Linked DNA regions of Mus musculus: region 1 is linked to region 2. A link is a contact called in public Hi-C data. All regions are on one chromosome and are shown on one strand. Each heading gives the region's core, a stretch centred on a gene start, on an enhancer-like site or on the middle of the called end of the contact. The rest is flanking DNA. Distances are from core to core; before and after follow the strand shown.

Evidence for each region. Hi-C and Micro-C count contacts between places; a contact is called where the count stands out from the background.
Region 1: a contact with region 2 is called in a Hi-C map of the N1E-115 cell line, with 5 times the contacts expected there. The contact joins two enhancer-like sites. A contact is called at or near these places in 2 of 484 Hi-C or Micro-C datasets (the N1E-115 cell line and stem cell-derived neural stem cells) and 2 of 115 datasets of contacts at active chromatin or transcription factors (oligodendrocyte precursor cells and stem cell-derived neural progenitor cells).

Annotation. Positions count from the first base shown.
Region 1 is chr7:115,665,938-115,669,438 of GRCm38.p6, forward strand. All of the region lies in intron 5 of Sox6 (SRY (sex determining region Y)-box 6), which reads right to left. Among named protein-coding and RNA genes, the nearest start is that of Gm51455, 170 kb to the left of the region's middle. Within about 2 kb of position 1,329, at least 56 of the 459 cell types and tissues checked have an H3K27ac peak or open chromatin away from gene starts, as enhancers often do. A contact at or near this core is called in the N1E-115 cell line, where this site is marked.
Region 2 is chr7:114,920,766-114,924,129 of GRCm38.p6, forward strand. No RefSeq gene overlaps it. Among named protein-coding and RNA genes, the nearest start is that of A730082K24Rik, 26 kb to the right of the region's middle. Within about 2 kb of position 1,671, at least 18 of the 459 cell types and tissues checked have an H3K27ac peak or open chromatin away from gene starts, as enhancers often do. A contact at or near this core is called in the N1E-115 cell line, where this site is marked.

The sequences.
Region 1 (3,501 bases), core at 79-2,578, 740 kb after region 2:
AGCTAGTCAGATATAGATTGTAGGTGATAGGTAGCTAGATGATAAATGATAGTTAAATAGATCTAAATGATGGGCAGTACGTGATAGCTGGATGACATAGATAATTAACAGTTTGTACAGCTATGAGTCACAATAAGTGGCGCTGGGTGACATGTAAAATTCCTTTAGAATGAGAAATCCTATGTGTAGCCATCTCTTGGGTTCAGATCAGTGAGTAGTACATTCAAACAATACAATCATGTATGTTCTCTAAATGCATAGGTTGGGGAGGTGACTTTTCTGTTCCATACCCATTGTATACATTTGGCACAATGAATTTAAATATCAATATTTGAACATATACTAATAGATTTTTCTGTTTAAATTGATGAAGTATTTATCTACCCTGCTGTAATAAAAATAGTATCAAGTGTGAGTCAGTGATCCAAACAACCTGAGAACCCAGATTACTTCATTCTCAGACATGTTTCGTTGAACCGCGAGATTCCACTATTACGGAGAAACTAGAATGCTCAAGATGGCTGAAAGAAGAGGCAGCCAAAGGGGCATACAGGACTCCTAAGTACAACCAGGGAGTGTTAGAGAAGCAGGGGGTTATAAGATGCTTCTTCAACTAACTTAAGAATATGTGGGGGAAATCTTACCCTAAGTCATGTTTTGAGATTTGACCAAATCAACTTAGAGTAAATAAATAAGTAAATAAATAAGATAGGAACCTGGGATAAGCCCCATCTCAGCGGGCCAGCAGAGGTCATCGGTTGCCTAGCGTCATCTGTTTGACATCTTTAGACTATCTTAAAATGACTCTCTCAGACGCACTGCCAGAAAATAGCCTCTTCTGCCTTCCACTGAAAGCCAGAGGTAGCTTCATAAACCACAGAAAGGGAGCCAGTAAAAAGCTTCAGTACACAGCTTTTCTCCAAGTCAGTGCGCCTGCCTTTCCTGTGTGGCACACACAGGGTGTGTGTGCCTGACGCTTGCTCCTCCACGGTAAGCTGTATCTATCCTCCAACTGCAACACTGTATCTATCCTCCAACTGCAGAGACCGAGCTGCCAGCTGCAGCTCGGCTTTTCCTTTCTTTTTTCTTTCTTTCCTTTTTTCTTCCATGGGGTCATCTTTATCCCCAAACCACATCTGTCTTGAGTTTCTCTCGGATTAGTAAGGTGGATCAGTGCTCCCCGGGGCCTGCTCCAGCTGAAGTATTTTAATTTGACTAAACACCTGATTTATTTTATCTCTCCGATGAGAAAGGCAGTTTGTCTTAATAGAGCCTGTCAGCCCACAGCCCCATTCACAGCGATTTACAGGCGGCCGGGGACGCGGCGAGAGAAGAGTGCTGCGATTCTGTACTTTACCCTCCTCTGGAAAGCACCTAAAAGCAGCTATTCACTGCTACTGCATGTGGCATTTTAGAACTGAATTAGCTTTTTATTCAAGTAACTACACTTGTTGTGAATAGCTTATCTGTAAAATTGCTACATTCACTACTGATTTTATTAACCTTTGGCTCTATCACAAAATGGTCTTCAGTTAGGAAAGACCTTTAAAATTGACACGTTTTTTTTCCCCCCCTGAGGGGCCTTTATTCCAGTGACTTCAGATTTACTGAATTTGATCCACTGAATTCTTTACCAGTTGTAGTTAAAATTTTGAGCCTCAATAGGAAGTCAATAGTGTGTAAATAAGGAAACACTTTTTTAAATGTAAATATGGTGGCAATTTCCCTCATCAAAAGTTTTCAAATACCATCTTTTATTATAACAGTTCAGAATCACCCCTCTAACCTATTGATAATTTCTTTTTTAACTTTTACAAACCTCTCTTCAGACTCAACACCAAAGGGAAAAATACAAAATATATAAGAATCTATGTGGAACAGTTAATTTATTTTTTTGGCTTAAAATAGAAATCAAAAGTCATATTTAAGGTTAATTTAAAGTTCTTTCCCCCACATCAGTTCATAAAAGTTAGCACCATAATCTGCCAGCTAATTTTGCCCCTACAAATCCATATGATTACAATTGGTGGCACTAGAAAGAGAGCTGGGCACTAGGAGGCAAAGGCAGGCTCCGGGGCAGAGCCATGCACAGCAGGGTTGGGCACTTTGCGTGTGGACTGGCCTCAGTTCTTTTCAAATAGCTCCACACCCATGACTTGTAGAGCACAGGAATCTTTGTAGATAACCCCCTCAGCACTTAGTTGCAAAGTTGAACACTACTCTCCTGAGGGCTACATTTTTAGAAGAAAATAAGAAATGTGCACAGCAGTCAAGTGGGAGACAGAAGGAGACACTTAAAGAGAACAGGGAGGGAGGTCAGAGGGAAGGAGAGAGAAAAGGTAGCTGAAAGGCCAAGGGGGTGGGTGATAGAAAAAGACAGACACAGGAGAGAGAAAGAAGAGAGGGGGAGAGGAGAGAGAGAGCGAGCACTAAATTAAATTCTGTGCATTTCCCTGTATGTTTTTCCTTTCTAATGAAATGAGGGATTATGTTGTTAAAGTAATATTTACCAAGTCAAATAAAGCCAAGGGCAAGCGGCCGCATCTAACGCAAGTCTGAGGGGCTACAACATGAAACAACAGCTAACCAGCCTTTTTCATTAGATCCTGTGCCAGTTACTTTAACAGACTTGATAGAAGGTCACAGTGAAACTACAAGACTCTGCAGCTACAAATGCCTGCTCCTGGTGTGATGGAGAGAGAGCAGGCAGAGCCGCTGGAGTGGAGTTCCAATGAGGACAGACTTTTCCACATCAGTCCTAGAAGGATTAAAACACTTAACAGTCATTTCAAAGTGACACCAATCCAGGACCTCAGCCAACAATCCAGAAAGATTTTAAATTCAGTTGAAAAGAAAAGCTTTTACGAGTCAATTTTCAGGTCAGGTCTAATTGTTTTAAAATGGACACTGTTTGAGAAGAAAGCTAAAAATACAATGCCAATCATAAAAGAAAGCCTCATTTGATCCCTCCTGCCCTGGGGTAACCTGGTCAAGCTGCTGCCTCTCCCGCTTCAGCCCTGCACACATCAGATGGGCTGTGATGTTGCTACTTCACAAGCCCAGTACATCATTTAGCCCTGGCCTTTTTTGATGGAATCTTCTTTTAAATGTCACAAAATAGGGCATCAAAAAGTCAACAAAAAATAAACCGGGTGAGCTAAGGAGACCCACAACACACCAGAAGATTCCTTGATAAAAGTTACTTTGTGATGACTGCCTGAGAAAGGACCCCTGTCCCAAGGTACCAGCAGATAATTGAGCCCTGAATCCAACAGCAATGTAAAAAGCTTTCTACTCTAAGGGCCCCAGTACATCATAAAGATAAAGGATTTCAGAAAAAAATCCAACAACACAAAGCCCTCTATTATCTTATCAGGCTTTGGTTACAACAGCTGAACCAATAGGAGCAAATCCTGAATGACTTTTTTCAAAACAGCAGAACACTGGAATTGCTTTGTTTTCTCCTCAGTCGGCTATTGTCATGGCTCCCATATGTTCCCA
Region 2 (3,364 bases), core at 421-2,920:
TTCCCTTCACTCTCCCCCTTCTCCCTTTCTTCCATTCATCTATACCTCCGGCTACCCACCCAATATTGATATGTACATGATAGAACTAAGCCTTTATTAATTTGCATGCTAGAATTAAATCATCATTGTGCTAGAATTAAGACTTTATAAGAAAGTAAAGGTGTTTTCTGTCTTCAAGGACAGTTATACTTGGGCTGGGAAACTGGAAAGGAATGGGAATGTGAAAAGATGACTTAGAATTGATTGATGCAGACCTCCATCACTGTCTGATTTCACAAGGATGGTGATGAAGAGGAAAGGGAGAAAGTGATCCTGGAAAGGGCAGTGTGAACTCTGCACCCAGTTATTTTACAGGCTACATTGTATGGTGCTATACCATAACATATGCTGGCCATGTGATCTTGGATCAATCTTCTTACCTAGGTCTCTTACTTATCCACACACTTTGGACTGGGTGATTTTTTTCTGGTATTTCACATACTATGATTCTATTATTCTATTCCTATGCATTAATCAAAATAAGCAAAGATCAGGAGCTAGTGAATTGTGGGCTGTTTGGAGCTTGGGAAGTAGGACTCTGTGAGGATGCAGGTGGAGAAGCAGTTGAGTAGGGACAAAGGTTGGAGTTGGGCTGTGGAGAGAGGCTGGAGATGTCAGAATGGCAGGACATACCGAGTTTCTCTGCACTTGAAGTGCCTCTCTGCTCCTGGCTCTCACCTGTGACACAAACAGAGTCCTTTGAAACCAATTACCACAGTTTTTTTTCACTCTTTCCTTGACTGTGTTTGGGCTCACATTGGGGCAGTCCTAGATTAGAAGAATGTGGACTGAAGAGTCTTTGCTCAAGCACATTGGCTGCTCTCCTCTATGTGCTGGCTGCCTTCCACTCTAGGCTAGGGCTTCATTTTTACCATTTGTACTTACATACAACTTGACAAAGAAGAGCCTCTAAGGTTATATATTTAAGGACTCTGGAAGACACAACACTCATTGACTCTTGAAGCCTAGAAGCTATTTAAAGTCATACCTTGGTGCCCCTCTGAATTCTTTCTAACATGGATCCTATCCATAACATTCACAGGAAGAATGAGTGAGTGAGTGAGTGAGTGAGTGAGTGACTGAATGACTGACTGACTGACTGAATTACTGAATGGATGAATGAATGAATGATTAGATTCAAAGATGTAGAGAAGACTAAGTCCAGGGTGGCCAGGTGACTGCCAGTCAGAGCTGGAGTTGTGTCTCAGAGTCACCCCTCTTAGTAGTAGTTATTTAAAATAGAGACAGTAATACATGCCCTGCAAAGCAGCAGGTGTGAGGATCAAAAGGAGACTGCAGATAAAGCTTCTAGAATGGTGCTGAGCACACAGTTTGCACCCAATATTTTTAGGCTCTGGCCTGGCCCAAAGTCTCCCAGAGTGTCAGTGACAATCCCCTGACCTTTGAGAAGGTTTACGACCATAGGCAGCCTGGTCTATCTAGGGCAACTCTGGACACAACCTCACTGCACAGAGAATGATGGATTGAATGACCCTGGACCCTTTCCAATCCCCTTTGGGTCTTGAAACCAAGGGTGTACTTCTGATCCTGACCATTGGGTGGCACCAGCCCATCATCTTAGGTAACTAGACAGTGGAAGGCTAGGCCCTCTTGGCTACCCAGCAGGGGAGTTGGAAAGGGGGCTGTGGGGCGGGATCAAGAGAGTGGGTGGGGGAAGGAGCAGCTTAGAGAGTCCAGGTGTTTGTGCCTCTGCTCGACTGTCTGGATGCTTTGTGTATGACTGAGGTGGGAGTGGGCTCTATAAACATGAGGTTCAGGAGGTGTGTGTGTGTGTGTGTGTGTGTGTGTGTGTGTGTGTGTGTGGTGTCTTTATTTCTCCCCTGTATATGTACAAGTAATCATTTGACCTAAATGAAATCATTTGCCCCAAGGATATTGATTTATGGCTGTGGGTAAAGTGAGTCGAGGGCACATGGGATTTTCAAGATGTTAAAGGTATTAAAATTTAATTGACCTCCTGATTTTATACATGGGACAAACTGAGGCCAGAATGGGATTCTAACTGGTCTGAGGACCCTGGTTCCCTGATCTTGTCTACCACAGTCTCTGCATTGAACAAGGAACTGGACCAACCAAACATGGTGAGTCACCTGGAGAAGAGAATCTGGACCAAAGTGGGACCCGGAACGCCTTGTTTAGCCTAAGCCACATGATCATCATGGCTTCTCTCCTTTGTATTTTATTCTTTCCATCTGGATTCTAGAGCTAGCTCACACTGGCGTTGCCATGCCTCAGAGGACAGCTGTCCTTGTTTCAGAGCCTATGATAGACAGGTGACAGCTGAAAACTGAAGTCTTGATTTCTGCTCTTTCTCCCCATGCCACTTTGTTGTTGTTACTGCTTCAGTTGTGTTCTCCTGGAAGGCATCAGTGTCTCCTCTGTGGCCAAGGCACCCAGCTCCTAGAGGGTGGGGGTGTAGCAGGCATTGTTTTCCCCTTTACTGAGTCCCTCCCAGGCACCTCTCTTCCTTTTAATAAAAACCACTAGGCATGCTTCAGATCTGCTGAAGGCAGCAAAGATCCATGCACAGAGCTGGCCTGCAGTTCATAAACATGACAAAGATCCTTTGCCACATTTCTTTGGTTGATTCTGTCCTAGGTACCAGGCTAGGTCATTAGAATAAAGTTCAGATTTCCTGGGCTTGTATGTAGGCTCCTCAGCTAAATTGTCCTATGACCTCCAATTAATGTCTTTAGTCTTTTTTTTTTTTTTTTTTTTTTAGTATAGAATACAGTTAGCTCATAATCAGCCACCAAACGCAGACGCTATTGCATACGTCAGCAAGATATTGCTGAAAGGACCCTGATATAGCTGTCTCTTGTGAGGCTAAGCCAGTGCCTGGCAAACACAGAAGTGGATGCTCACAGTCAGCTATTGGATGGAACACAGGACCCCCAGTGGAGAAGCTAGAGAAAGTACCCAAGGAGCTAAAGGAATCTGCAACCCTGTAGGTGGAACAACAATATGAACTAACCAGTACCCCCAGAGCTCATGTCTCTAGCTGCATATGTAGCAGAAGATAGCCTAGTTGGCCATCATTGAGAAGAGAGGCCCCTTGGTCTTACAAACTTTATATGCCCCAGTACAGGGGAAACACCAGGGCCAAGAAGTGGGAGTGGGTGTGTAGGACAGGGGAGGGTATAGGGGACTTTAGGGATAGCATTTGAAATGTAAATGAAGTAAATACCTAATAAAAAATTGAAAAAAAAAAGAATACAGTTTATTCAGGGCATGGGGAGGGGAGTTCAGAGTGTAGTAGAAGCAGAGAAAGGCAAAGAGAAGGAGAGAGTAGAGAAGTAGAGGC